Linked DNA regions of Zea mays: region 1 is linked to region 2. A link is a contact called in public Hi-C data. All regions are on one chromosome and are shown on one strand. The core of a region is the stretch at or near the end of the contact, and the rest is flanking DNA. Distances in the headings are between cores, read along the strand shown.

Evidence for each region. Hi-C and Micro-C count contacts between places; a contact is called where the count stands out from the background.
Region 1: a Hi-C map of ear shows a contact between it and region 2, with 5 times the contacts expected there. The contact joins the promoter of LOC100280912 here to the promoter of LOC103628325 in region 2. A contact is called at or near these places in 6 of 25 Hi-C or Micro-C datasets (bundle sheath, ear, leaf and 2 more).

Annotation. Positions count from the first base shown.
Region 1 is chr5:88,062,196-88,069,174 of Zm-B73-REFERENCE-NAM-5.0, forward strand. It overlaps LOC100280912 (VQ motif family protein), which reads left to right and starts at 2,786. Exons shown (of 1, transcript NM_001153832.2): 1 at 2,786-3,944. The coding sequence starts at 2,874. The coding sequence ends at 3,578.
Region 2 is chr5:87,915,851-87,922,016 of Zm-B73-REFERENCE-NAM-5.0, forward strand. LOC103628325 (urease accessory protein D) reads right to left here and starts at 3,866. Exons shown (of 6, transcript XM_020538438.3): 1 at 3,607-3,866; 2 at 3,359-3,433; 3 at 2,224-2,268; 4 at 1,903-2,133; 5 at 1,089-1,251; 6 at 502-970. The coding sequence starts at 3,783. The coding sequence ends at 738.

The sequences.
Region 1 (6,979 bases), core at 1,536-4,035, 150 kb after region 2:
CGTGGTGTGATACGCGGTAGTAGGAGTGCCGGAAGGATCATTCGTGGTGGCCGAAGTGTTGGTATTGACATCGATTTAAATGCTCAAGGTCGGGAAGATGATGAACCAATTGAAGTTGAAGCTGAAATTACTGCAAATAATTCGGTGAGTAATTTTCTAACACATGGCCATTGCTAATTTGTAGACATTTGTAATGTTCATATCTGATATGAGGGTGTTCAATAACGCTCTAACAAAATATGCCACTATTTTTCCACATCCTCCACCAGGTATCATATTGTTTATTATATAATTTCAATTTATAAATTATTATGGTCTACTCTCATATGTCGGTGTATTTTTAGGTAAATATTATCTTGTTGACTCAGGATATCCTAATCGATCTGGATATCTAGCACCATACAAAGGAACAAAATATCATTTACCTGAGTATCGAGCGGGTCCCCGAACTAGCGGAAAAAAGGAGACATTTAACTATTTGCATTCATCTCCGCATAATGTAATGTGATTGAACGCTCATTTGGTGTTTTGAAGATGAAGTGGAGAATTCTGTTACACCTACCCAGTTATCTTATGGCCAAACAATCCAAAATAATACATACATGTATGGCTCTTCATAAATTTATTCGTGACAGTTCTTTGGCAGATAAAGAATTTGACCATTGTGATGAAGATGAAGATTATATGCAATGCCATCATCTCAGCCTAGTACTAGTCAATTTGGGGATGAAGAAGGTGACATGAATGCCTTCCGTGATAATATTGCTAATGCAATATTTGCCAATGTCAATTGAATTATTTTTTTTCAAATTATTTATGTAATAAATTATGAATACTCAGAAACGTTTGTTATATTGTTCATGTCATATATGAGTTTCAACCTAGTACAAATATAGAGGGCATTCTTGTCTTTCTCATACAAAAGAATCTTATTAACAACTCAAATAGTCTGGGTAAACAAACAGAACTACTCAGATTATATAATCCAGATTATATAATCCTCCAAAAATAATTCAGATTATATAATCCATGGGGTAAACAAACAGGCCCTTAACTAGCGGCGGTGTAAATGCATGCGTAGTGTCTGTTGGAACACTCGCTAGACCGTTTTCTGTTGGTAGATCCATTTTTTTTGTTCTTATTTTTCGGCAGGCATATAGGAGTTGGGGCCTCTTGGGGGGTTTGATGTATAGTAGTTGGATCGAGGATTATGAGGTCATTTTCTGTGCGTATTTCATGAGAGTTTTATCTGTATCTCTATATAACCTATAAGTTTAAATTTTGCAAAAAAAAAAACCATTCAACCAAATCACTCCTAGACATAACCCCTCTAAATTCACCAAACAAATTGTATTTGTACATAAACTGGATAACACTTATCTTTCTTACTCACTCAAATTGAATGGCTAACGTTATTAGGATATTCTTTACTCTCATCTTTTACACGCACACAGTAGCGAAGCTACCAAATATTTTATTGGGATCATCCTAATTACTGATTGAATCCAAACTATAGAATTGCATTTAATAACAATGTTTTTCCACTAGAAATTCAGAAAGTTACCGGGGTCTGACCCTAATAAAAGAGCATGGTTCCACCGCTGCAGGCACAGTAACTCCCTCTCTCCTCTGTCGCTCCTCTCTCCCGTCGTCGCCGCCGGCCACTCTCTCTTTGGGACGATAACATATCGTTAGCACAGACGTGTAGTAGACTAGTACTCGTTAAATAACATGTCATGCAGTTTAAGGAAAAGAGATACGAAGAGTTTTATAAGAGATGAGAGAATTTTACGAGAATGAAATTCTGGATACAAGATAAATGTTGGCACGACAGTCTTTAGACGCAGTAGTATGAAACTACGTGGTGAGAATGACCTGAGGGTCCGGGCCTCCGGGGTGGGGGAGAGGGGACTCGCTCCGCCGACGGAAGCTTCGTCGTGGTTGCCGCGCTCACCTGGTCAGTTCACATGTGTCAAAAAATATGACAAGATGGCGGGCGGCGGCCCAGCGTGCCGCATGCATTTTCTTTTTGTCATCTGCAGGGCAGGCAGGCAGGCAGCCAGCGAAGTGGGAACGCCATTACGACGACGCGCGCGACTCCTGTCGCTGCATGCTCGCTCGTGCGCGCGGCCCGGTCCAGTCCATCCCCAGCCCAGATGGAGTAAAGCTGAAGCAACAGCCAAACAGATATATATATACGTGGCGGGGGGAAAAAATCGATCGCATCGCATGCAATGCAGCTGGATCGATCGACCGGCCCGCCGGCCGGCGAATGGTCGCAAGCACGCACGGTGGCGCGCGCCGAAAACGTACAAACGCACGTGTCGTAGAGGTCTCCGTCGCCCGATCCGCCGCCGCGACGACCCCGATCCACTCGCCGCCGTGGCTGTGCCCCTCCAAACCACACAGCTCTAAGCTAGGCATGAAGGCATCTACTAGTATTTCTTTTTTCCGCGACCGCGAGGGGATTAGGAGAAAGTAAAAAAAAAAAAACCGCGACAACATCCAAATTCACGGCGCGCGCCGCGCCATCCCCGCAGCTCGTCTCCTGTGTGCCCCGGCCCAGCGACCGGTCCCACTTCCACGAGCGGGCCCCGGCCCCCGGCGTCCGGTCCGGGAGGAGGGACGCTTCGTGGAAACCTGCACGAGCCATCGACCTTCCAGAAGACGACTTGGCGCCGTGCGTCGCGCATCCGACGGCCCGGCGACCCTCCCAAGCGCCCCCGGTTTGACTCGTCGCCGGGGGTGGCAACTATAAGTACCTGCCCTCCCCGTCCGTCCAAAGAACTCTAACTCCTCTACCAGCCGGCGCACGCCGACGCCGACGCCGACGGGCACAGTACTAGCGACCGAGCTGCGAGCGACGCCAGGGCATGGGTGACACTGGCGCGAACATGGCCCACTGGGGCGGGCTCTACGGCCGGGGCGGCGGCGGCGGGGTTGTCGCGCCGGCGACGACGGAGACGGTGACGACGGCAGGAGGCGGCGGGTCGGTGTCGAGCCCGACGTCGGGCGGGTCGGGCGGCAGCCCGAGCCGCGCGCAGCTGCAGCCCGGGGTCGGGGTGGAGGGCGGGCGCGTGGGCAAGCCCGCGCGGCGGCGGTCGCGCGCGTCCCGCCGCGCGCCCGTCACGCTGCTCAACACCGACACCTCCAACTTCCGCGCCATGGTGCAGCAGTTCACCGGCGTCCCGCCCGGGCCCTACGGCCCCGGCCCCGGCGGCGGCGGGGGGCCCGTCATCAGCTTCGGCGCCGAGTACGGCGGCGCGCAGCTGGTGCGCCCGTCGCCGACGTCCGCCGTCATGTCGTTCGACCCCCAGCACCACCACCACCGGCCGACGGCGGCGTCGTCGCTGCAGAGCCAGCTGTTCAGGCCGCAGCAGCAGCAGCAGTACGGTGCCGACGTCGGCGGCTACGGCGTGCACGGCATGGCCATGGCGGCGCCGTCCTCCTTCCTGCACGGCGGGTTCGAGGCCTCGTCGGAGGACCGGCTGCTGCTGCAGAGCATGATGCAGGCCTCGACGATGCCCACCGGCCACCCGCCCCCCACTAACAACGGCAATGGATACCACTTCGGCTAGCTGATCGATCCACCGGTTTGATCCCCACCGCACAACCGAGGTAATTAATATAATAAGCGGGGAGCTAGATCAGGGATCCATGGAACGAAGAAGCCGTCGTCGATGACCACGAGCTGATGATGACGCGTGTTCTAGCTTGTTGCTGCTGCTTAAGCAGCTAAGCATTTTTTTTGTTATGTTTTTTTTGCTGGCCTCGCAGAAGGCTAGCTAATTACGAGTAAGTAACTAAGTATAGTTAGTAGTGGTAGTGTTATCTTGCTGCTTTAACTAGAAAAGGAGTTAAGCTAGGTCGATGTAAATAGTTCCCTTTCCTTTTTTTCTTTTTCTTTTTGAAAAAATATCAATCAAGAAGTTTAATTTTGGGGCCGTCGTCAGGTTGTTGGCGCGCGTGCGCTTTCGGTGTGTGTACATACAGCTAGTGCAGCTGATAGCGAGGAATCTTTTCTAGAAGATTGCCTTGGTTCGGAAGCAAAGTTCAAGAGGGCTTCTCTCTCTACCCCTCCCCTCTCTACTTGTATGCTAGTACGTACTGATTAATTATAGTATTATTATTATGGTCCCGCCGCTAATTAATCGCACGTTGGTCAAATGAGTGTGGAACATATGCTTTTTCTTTTACAATAATAAATCATCAGACTTGACTTTGGAAACTTGTCTTTAGCGTCGGATTAAAACCTCGAAAAGAGAGATTAGAAGGAAAGTGCCAGTCAATCTCTACATAAATTGGTAGTGATATAGACCTCCATTGTTGTTTCTTGTCACTAACCAACGGTGGTATCCTCTTAATTATTACCGGTCCAGAACATTGGTATGGCAATACTGTTAGTCCAATACATAAGTTGTGAGTGTTATATATATATGATCATTGTCGGCATGTATATCGAGTTGGCGATGATCTTGTCCCGCTTAATTATTATTTCAATATTTCTATTTTAGTTTTGTGTTGTCATTGTTATTTCCTATGGTTACTAGATTTATTTGCATACACACAATAAATCCATCAAGACTTGTATATTACAAACGTTACAGTAGTAACGCATATATATGTTATAATAAAAATGAACATATCACTACAGTAAACTAATAAACATCCGACGGCCGCCTTATCTCCGACGGCGGCCTACGAGGCCGTCGGAGATAAGATTATGTCCGACGGCCACAAAGGGCGCTCGGAAATAGCGCTTATCTCCGACGGCCTCGAAGGCAGCCGTCGGAGATAAGGTTATGTCCGACGGCTGGCAGCGTAGCCGTCGGAGGTAAGACTTTTTAATCCGCAGGAACCGGCGCGCGGTTCATTTCCACGCGCGCGCTCTTCTCTTCTCTTCTCTGTCTCTGCCCACGCGCCGCCGCCGCCGTCGACTGCGCCGCCGCCGTCCGCTGCCCGGCGCCGTCGCCCACTGCGCCGCCGCGCCGCCGCCGCCCCTCCCACTGCCCCGCCGCCCCGCCTCCCAAAGCCCCACCGCCGTCGACGCAGCCCCGCCCACACGCCTCCCCGCCCAGCCGCCGTCGCCGCCGGCCGCCGGCCGCCGGTCGCCGCCCCGCTCGCCCCGTCGCTCACGTCAACAGGGGTGCCCCGTCGCTGCCGGCTACATCTCCGCCCGCCATATTATCAAAGTAAGTATTTTTAGATTTATTTTGTATATATTAATATTGTTTTATAGTTTCTAATGTTGTTATTAAATAATTAGTATGTTAAATAATGTTTATCTTATTATATCCGATGGCCTAAATTTGATTATTTGGCGAAATTTGATTATATGGCCTAAATTTGATTACGTAATTAAATTACCTTGTTTTAGTTTATTTAGTGGTGCTTTAGATAATTTAAATTTTAAATTTCCGAGGGTAATTATTATGCCCTCGGAAATAAGGTCATTTTATATGATTTGTCATTCATAACAATGTTATTTCGTATGTAATATTGTATTGTGGTTTATTAGTTTAATTATTTAATAATACACGATGATTCTAGTTAATCATAGTGTATCGTAGTGTGAACAAACGAAACCTAGGCGTCACCCGTTTCGGCCCAACACACCTTACAAGCGACGCATGTGAGGTATGTTGGGCCGGAATTGTCCTTTTATTGGACAGCCTCGGGGTGACCGACAGAGTTCGTGTTTATGACAAAAGCATGTGCTCCTGCTTAGTTTCGGCAGCATAACCCCTCTGTTCTCCAATTGCACCATTTTTAGGCGTGCGATTGGAGAACAGCGGGGTTATGCTGCCGAAATTTCGCACGACCACATGTCTTGTCATAAACACGGCCTCGTCGGTCACTCCTGGGTGGGTTTAGGACCTATCCTTTCCTACAGATGTAGGGGCGTGATTTCTTCGTAAAAACGGATGGCCCGTGCATTACTTATCTAATTAAGTTAACGTCTCGTAGCTAGTATGGAGGAGAATCGTCGATGGATGTATGAAGGTTGGAAGAAAAGAGGTGCTCTATCAAGTGAGTGGGTGGCCAAGACTGATGCTTTTCTCGACCATGCTTTTGCTCGGTCAGAGACTGGAACCGATGTTAGGTGCCCTTGTAGCAAGTGTCGGAACATTAATTTCCTTGACAGGAGGACTATGTCGATACATATTTGCAAGAACGGTTATATGCCAGGCTATGAGGTGTGGGTGCACCACGGTGAGGACCCACCTCCTCGTATTGTATCGGAAGTTCAGTCACATGAAGAGGAGGACTACGATAGGATGGAAGAGATGCTTGACGATGTACGCCATGAGTTTGTAACCGTCGATTCGGAGAACCCCGGTCAACCCACCGAGTTTGAGGATCCAGCTACACCTGAGGTTCAGAAGTTCTTCGAGCTCCTTAAAGCTGCCGAAGAGCCGTTGCATGAGCACACAAAAGTGACCGTCCTTGTATTTGTGACTCGACTTATGGCTATTAAGTCTAAGTTTGCATTCTCAAACAACTGTTACAAGGAAATTTTGAACGTGATCAGTGATGTACTTCCGGAGAATCACAAGATGCCAAAGGACATGTATCAGTCTAAAAAGCTGTTATCTGGCCTCGGTATGGACTACGAAAAAATCGATGTCTGTGAAAATAATTGTATGCTTTTCTGGAAGGAGACCGCAGGTGAGAAGAAGTGTACTGTATGTGGTGAGCGTAGATTCGTTGAGGTTGAAAACGACGATGGTTTGACCGTGACTACGAAGATTGCACGTAAGCAGCTTCGTTACATGCCTCTCATACCTCGGTTGAAACGTTTGTTCATCTCCAAGAATACAGCCAGACACATGAGGTGGCACAAAGAAGGGGTACGTGAGAATCCAAATGTCATGGTGCACCCAGCTGATACAGATGCATGGAAGGCACTAGATGCTTTTGATTCCAGCTTTGCTGATGAAGTGCGGAATGTCCGCTTCGGTTTGGCAACAGATGGTTT
Region 2 (6,166 bases), core at 2,616-5,115:
CTCTCTCTCTCTCTTTCTCCCCAGTTTGGTCAGTGGGGTGGTGATCCGAGACCTGAATTCCTGGTCCGCGTGGTGGTGGTGGTGGCGGCATTCAAGATCTCAAGTGCTCCTGCTTTTCCACGAGCTGCACTTTGCCGCCAAAGTGATCGAAAAAGCGGCTGAAATATTCAGTAACCACTCAGATCTGCACGGGGAGAGGAGGCAAATCTCACGGGTTTGCTGCTAACCGACCCTCTTGTGATGGAGCAGGGCAATAATGAGGCTGGCTGGGGCCTGGGAAGCAGGCGGGGTGGTCCAATCGCTGCGGCAGCGCTTGAAGCTGCAGGGGAAAGGGAGGCAGCGCCCGCCCCCATCCCATTGAGCTCGCCTCCCCTGTGCGCCACCATTATTGTCCGGCGCTTTTGACGGTTGGTCTCCTACTCTCCTCTCCTCTCGCCCCCCGGCCACGTATGGCGCATACGTGGCGTCCGTACAGATGCTTGCTTTGCGATTATCCATCACGACTCAAAAGGCACTGTTGTTATTATTATTATTTTATTACCATCATAGTGTGGCAAATGAAACGCGTCTGCTTCACACTGTCACTGTCAGGTCGAGGCAACACTATACCACCCAACGAATTGCAACACGTTCACTCCAACCGTGGAATTTAGCCAACCAAAACCAGAAACTCCAATCACCCTCAAAATTCTTTCATCGAATGGCCAGCTGACTACACCCAACCATTTTGCAGCTTTTCACTCCCCCCCCCCCCCCCCCCCCCCCCCCCCCCAATGCAAACTCGAGGGACCAAGGATCCCTCTTTCAGCACCAGCGTTCACCAGCGCTTCCCTCAGTCTGTCCGCCAGCTTCATGACGCCGCGTAGGGGGGAGCGCCAAGGAATGGCTCCAGCGCGGCCAGATGGTGCCTCAGGAAGATGTACGCCAGCTCCGTGCTCACCGCGGCTACCCGAGCAACCATGCCTGTTCCCTGCAGCCAACCACCACGACAAGATGCCGGTCTCCGTGAGCCAAAGGGCCCAAAGGCGCACACACTTGCCTGGATTCTATAGCACAGCGATGAGACTCAGCAGCGGCAAACAACAAACCGTGCGGCCGAACGGGCTGCAAGAGGCCACGAGTGGTGGCCTTCGGGGACGCTGTGATCTCGTAGTGTAGAGGCTTCCGCCGGCAGTGGGAGGGCGCAGCTGCCCCGACATTAGCTTCCTCACTTCGTCTTGCATCTTGTCTTGGATGTCCCTCAGCTTTGGCCTTCAGAGTAAAGCAATGCCATCAATCATGAGCATTAGCCATGCTTTTCCGTCAGGTACATGGTAGATTAAAATCCAAAAATGTACGTCCTGATCTCTAACAATTTTTCATTTGTTGGTTTGTTCTTCATAGAAAAAGACCAAATCCTAGACTAGGCCCTTGCTTATACCACATTACCACTCGCTCTTCCTCTAAATGCAGCAGAGAATTGTTAGCTATATATTGGCAGAAACACAAATAGATAACCATAGCATATGGTACTGTTAACTCTGTGCCCAACAGTAATAATTGTAAAAAAAAAGCATAAGCTTCTAGGCTGAAGTGATTAATGCAAATTCATCGGTGTAGTGCCATTTCAATCTTCACGTAACAACATTCAAATGTTCAAACAGAGTTGACCAGAGCATATGGCACCATGTTTTTTGAGATGGTGTATTGACTTTACCCCAGTAACACAACCATCGCAACCACATTGTACTCCCGCATCCGTTCAGCAATGCTATAACTCGAGCTTTGTTCCAACAAAGTCTGCTCAAATTATACATGGCGTGTTAAGAATAGCGAACAGCATAAACAAAAACAGAAATGGAACAGCATGTTAACATAACGAAGAACATTACGTGCTAGGAGGAGAAGGTCAAGAGTGCTTACCGAGTCAATAAAGAGTGGCTGGTCTCCCAAGAAAATATGGTTGACACTTTTGTAGAAGCTAAAATCCCATCTTTCTCCGCTCTCGTATCGGCCACTTGTAAACCAATCTACAAGTACCAGGTTTGAATTGACAGAAACATGGAAAACTTGCTTTTGGTGGTACCGAGCGGTTGAGAAGCAGGTTACAGGGTCTGGAATAACAGCCAGCAGGGCGTCTTCCCCAACTCTGGCCTACTGCATGCATTAAATGTTTAATCATGGACCTTCCTAGTTAGGAACGCAACTAAGAGCATAGAGCCCTTGCCTTGGAAGAGGTATTACCTCTAGCAACTGTTCAGAACATTTTGAACCCACAGCCTTGTACACCTACAAAAGTACTTGCCAATCAGAAATGGAATAAACAAAGTCAGCAGATTTGAAGCAAACTAGTTTTCCAATTGACAATTTCATCGGCAGACTTGTTAAGCTTGCATGAGTACTTGCCGTCCAGAAAAAAAAATACAACGGATTTGAGTGAAACTAGCTTTTCAGTTGACATGGAGTAGACAAAATACATGAATGAAGGAAATCAGCATTTTCAGTTGACGCTTTCTATGAACTTGTCAATGCATGAAACCTAGGCATGGTAATAACTGAGCTGGATGATTTCTTGAAGCAGGAAACAGTGGAGTAGTGCCCCAAAGCTAGGACGAAGAGCAGAGCTAAGCAATCTTAGTAAGAGAAAGTAATCAGCGAGCTAATTCTTTGTTCGACTATAAAAGGTTCACAGTAGAAAGAAAAACCCCCTCCCCATATCCTCCACACACACACACACACACACAGTTTGAATTGTGTTCGGCCATTGGCAGAGATCCCAGATTTGGAGAATTAACTTGCCAGCCCTTGTGTTCCGCATACAACCACTAGTTTCTACCATGAGCAGACGAAGAAATTACCCAGGTACGGATGCCTCCCACAATCCGAGAATCAACAAATTCTACCCCGCATTTTTGGCAAAATCTTTCGTCTTCGTTTTCAGCTACGCTCGCTCGAGAGTTTCCACAAGCACAAATTCCGCTTTTTATGGGTCCAAAGATTCTTTCGCAAAACAATCCATCTTTTTCTGGTTTATCGGTTTTATAATGAAAAGTGGAGGGCCTTGTGACTTCGCCAACGACTTCCCCATTAGGTAGGATTTTTTTAGCCCAAGCCTTTATTTGTTGAGGGGAAACGAGTACCAAACTACTAGTCCAGCCTAAACAGTGCACGTAGAAGGCTCATAGGCTCCAGTTTATCATAATTCATACATTCCTACAGAGCTGGTAATTGGAATCCAGACATTCTCTGGTCAATGTTGTATACAGTACCATACAGCATACACGGGTAAGCATCATAACACCAAACGTAACAAGCCATGGTATAAGTATAGTATAGGCAGGACGCGCAGAGCCAGGCTTGAATCGAGCAATCAGCGTACCTTGGTCGAGGCCTGCGTGGTGATCGCCGCCGTACAGCCGTCGCCGACGCTGACCGTGCACGACACGGTGTCCCCCTGCAAGGGCGGGCGCAGGAGCAAGCGCGGCACCAGGACAGGAGACCGTCACGCTACAGCAAGCATCTCCGAACCGCGAGTGCCCAGCAACGGCGCAGCGGGCGAGAACGGAGAGAATGGGAAGTGGAGGGTTGTGTGCGGGGGGGGGGGGGGGGGGGGGTCCTCGGACTCACGGAGACGATGCCGCCGCCGTAGGTGAGGGCGTAGAGCCAGACGGCGTCACAGGAGGAGGGGCCCACCCTGGACGGGGCGATGAGCTTGAGCGGGTACCTGGCGAAGCAGCGGGTCAGCGCCGACCTCCCCCGCACCCTCTCCACCCGCACCGCCCCCATCGGCGTCGGCGTCGCCATCGCCGGCTGACCAGAACACCACCGCCACAGAGCGGTTCGATTGGACGGGCGATGGGGGCGGCGGGCGGGTCAACCAGATCGAGGCGCATCTGCCTCGTTCGGGGATTGACGCAGGCCCAGTCCACGCAGCACTTGCTCGGCCCACCGCGTCACGGTGCCGCCGGGAAGTATTTGATATTTGGGCCTGCTCATCTGCGGATTGCGAATGGCTTTGGGCCGCGAACGGACACGGGCTGTGTTTCCTATTGAAAAACCCTAATGAAGGGTTATATGGAAAGGCTATCACGTCTCTATATATATAAAACATGTACCCCTCATATAGAGTGGAGATGATAAAGAGGCCAAAGGCCCAAACCTACATCTTATGTCTCGTGTGTTTCTTTTGTTGTCGTGCTTATGAGAAGGTGTCTCTACTGCTGACGGGAGGGAAGGGAGTGGATCTGGTGGTCCGTGGTAACGTAGTTCTCAACATGTTATCAGTACGCTCTACCTTAACGTTACTGTAGGATTAGATCTGCATCAACTCTTCGTCACGTCGACAGGTCCCTCGGCCTTGCCGAACTGTCCTACGCGACAGGTTTCACTTCCGTTCTACATCAAGAAATACGGTATACAATTTCTTGATTGAATCCGTGATTTACTTTCCATTCTATTATTCACGGTGAAGAAAAAGCATGCCATCAGCGGCTCTGCTGGTTGCACGCCGCGCGAATCGCTATGATAGCACACTCCAGCGTGGACGCAGCCGATCCGCCCGACGCGACCCCTGCTTACGGGCTTTACGGCAGACTATCCGTCCTCCCGCGAGCCGATGGGCAAGGCATCTCGCCGTTCACTCTGGCCATAACGGCCTCTGGACCTTCCACTTTTTCAACTTGCAGCTCTTCTGAGATCCCCAGATCAGCCAGGCCATCGGTCGTCATGATCCCAACAATGACCTCATCGCCCGTCACTCTGGCTCGCCTGTCTTCCTGAACAACTGTTTCAAATGCGCTTGACGCGTGGCCTGGCAGCCAGCAGCTGCTGCGCGGAAAAACGGATCTAGTAGCTACTGCGTTCGTAGAGGCCTTCTCTTTCATGAGCGATCGAGTCAAACGGCCGTTGTGCGGTTAAAAAAAAGTGTGATAAGCAAAAGATGGACGAGCGGATGGGTAGCACTCCCTCTCCGCCACTCCGCATGGTCCAGCCATCATTTGCGGTCGAGTGAGTGGATAAAAAAAAGAAATGAAAATTTCTTAAGTGCGTAAAAAAATACGGATGCTAGCTTGTCAAAGGATGGATCTCGTTGATCCGGTTTTCTCGGGAGTGAGATTTTTTTTACAGTTTTCCTATAAATTTTTGCTGAATTAATAAACTTTGGTACAATATTAATATATGTGCATACTCTATATTATTTATTCAATTTAATTGCACATAGCAAATTGAATAAAGCATATTTTATGTTGTGATTTCTATTTAAATTAATTATTTCTTATCACAAATAATTAATTAGAAAAACATATGATTAAATATGGATAAACATATTTTACATCAGATGTGTTATGTTCATGCATTAATTTTAGTTTTTCTGCTTTTATTTCTGTTGGGGGTATGCTTCGTAGCCGAAGATCCTAAAGAAAGAGAACACCTTCGGAAGATCCTCTCAGGAGCGAGCGCCGAAGCTATTACCTATAGAGGTTCGGCATAATGACAGATCTCGAGACGAAGGGTCGAACCGACTTAAAGATGGATTGACTTAAAGACCCATGATGTTTTGTGTCATTATTGTAGTCTATTGTAAAGGACATAAATGTAATTTTACACAGGCTGCACCCTGTACTTATAAATAGGTGAACAGTACCCCGGCACTGTTCATGCAACCCTGTAACCGCTAACGCATTACACTGGAATTATTTTCCGCTAGAGGCGAAGGTATAAACGTACCTAAATATTATGTTTTGACATTTAAGCTCATATTACGAAAATACATAAATAATGTAATTTGTTTTTCCTATGATGTTTAATGTCTTATATTTTATTTCGTATTGATGAATATTTAACCACGAAGGTATGACCTTCGGGGTATTTTGTCTATTCGTTCGAAGTTCATTAAATCCATGGGGATATAATGCTTCGGCGAACAAAGGGCATTGTCATTTAATATTTTCTGTGTTGCCTTGTTCTTGATTCATAGCATTTGCGAACAAGTCCCCAACATTGGCGCCCACCTCCGGTGAACTCACTTCCACTTGTTTGAGTTGATGGCTTCGTTCAACAACCAAGCTGGAGTTGCTTCGGCTCCGAAGCTGGTACTCCCGATAACAGGCGGTTCATGTTCAGAGCCAGCTAAAAAGAAGCAGAAGAAGGAGGCACAGAGAAGGGTACAGCATGTCGGGGTGCAAGG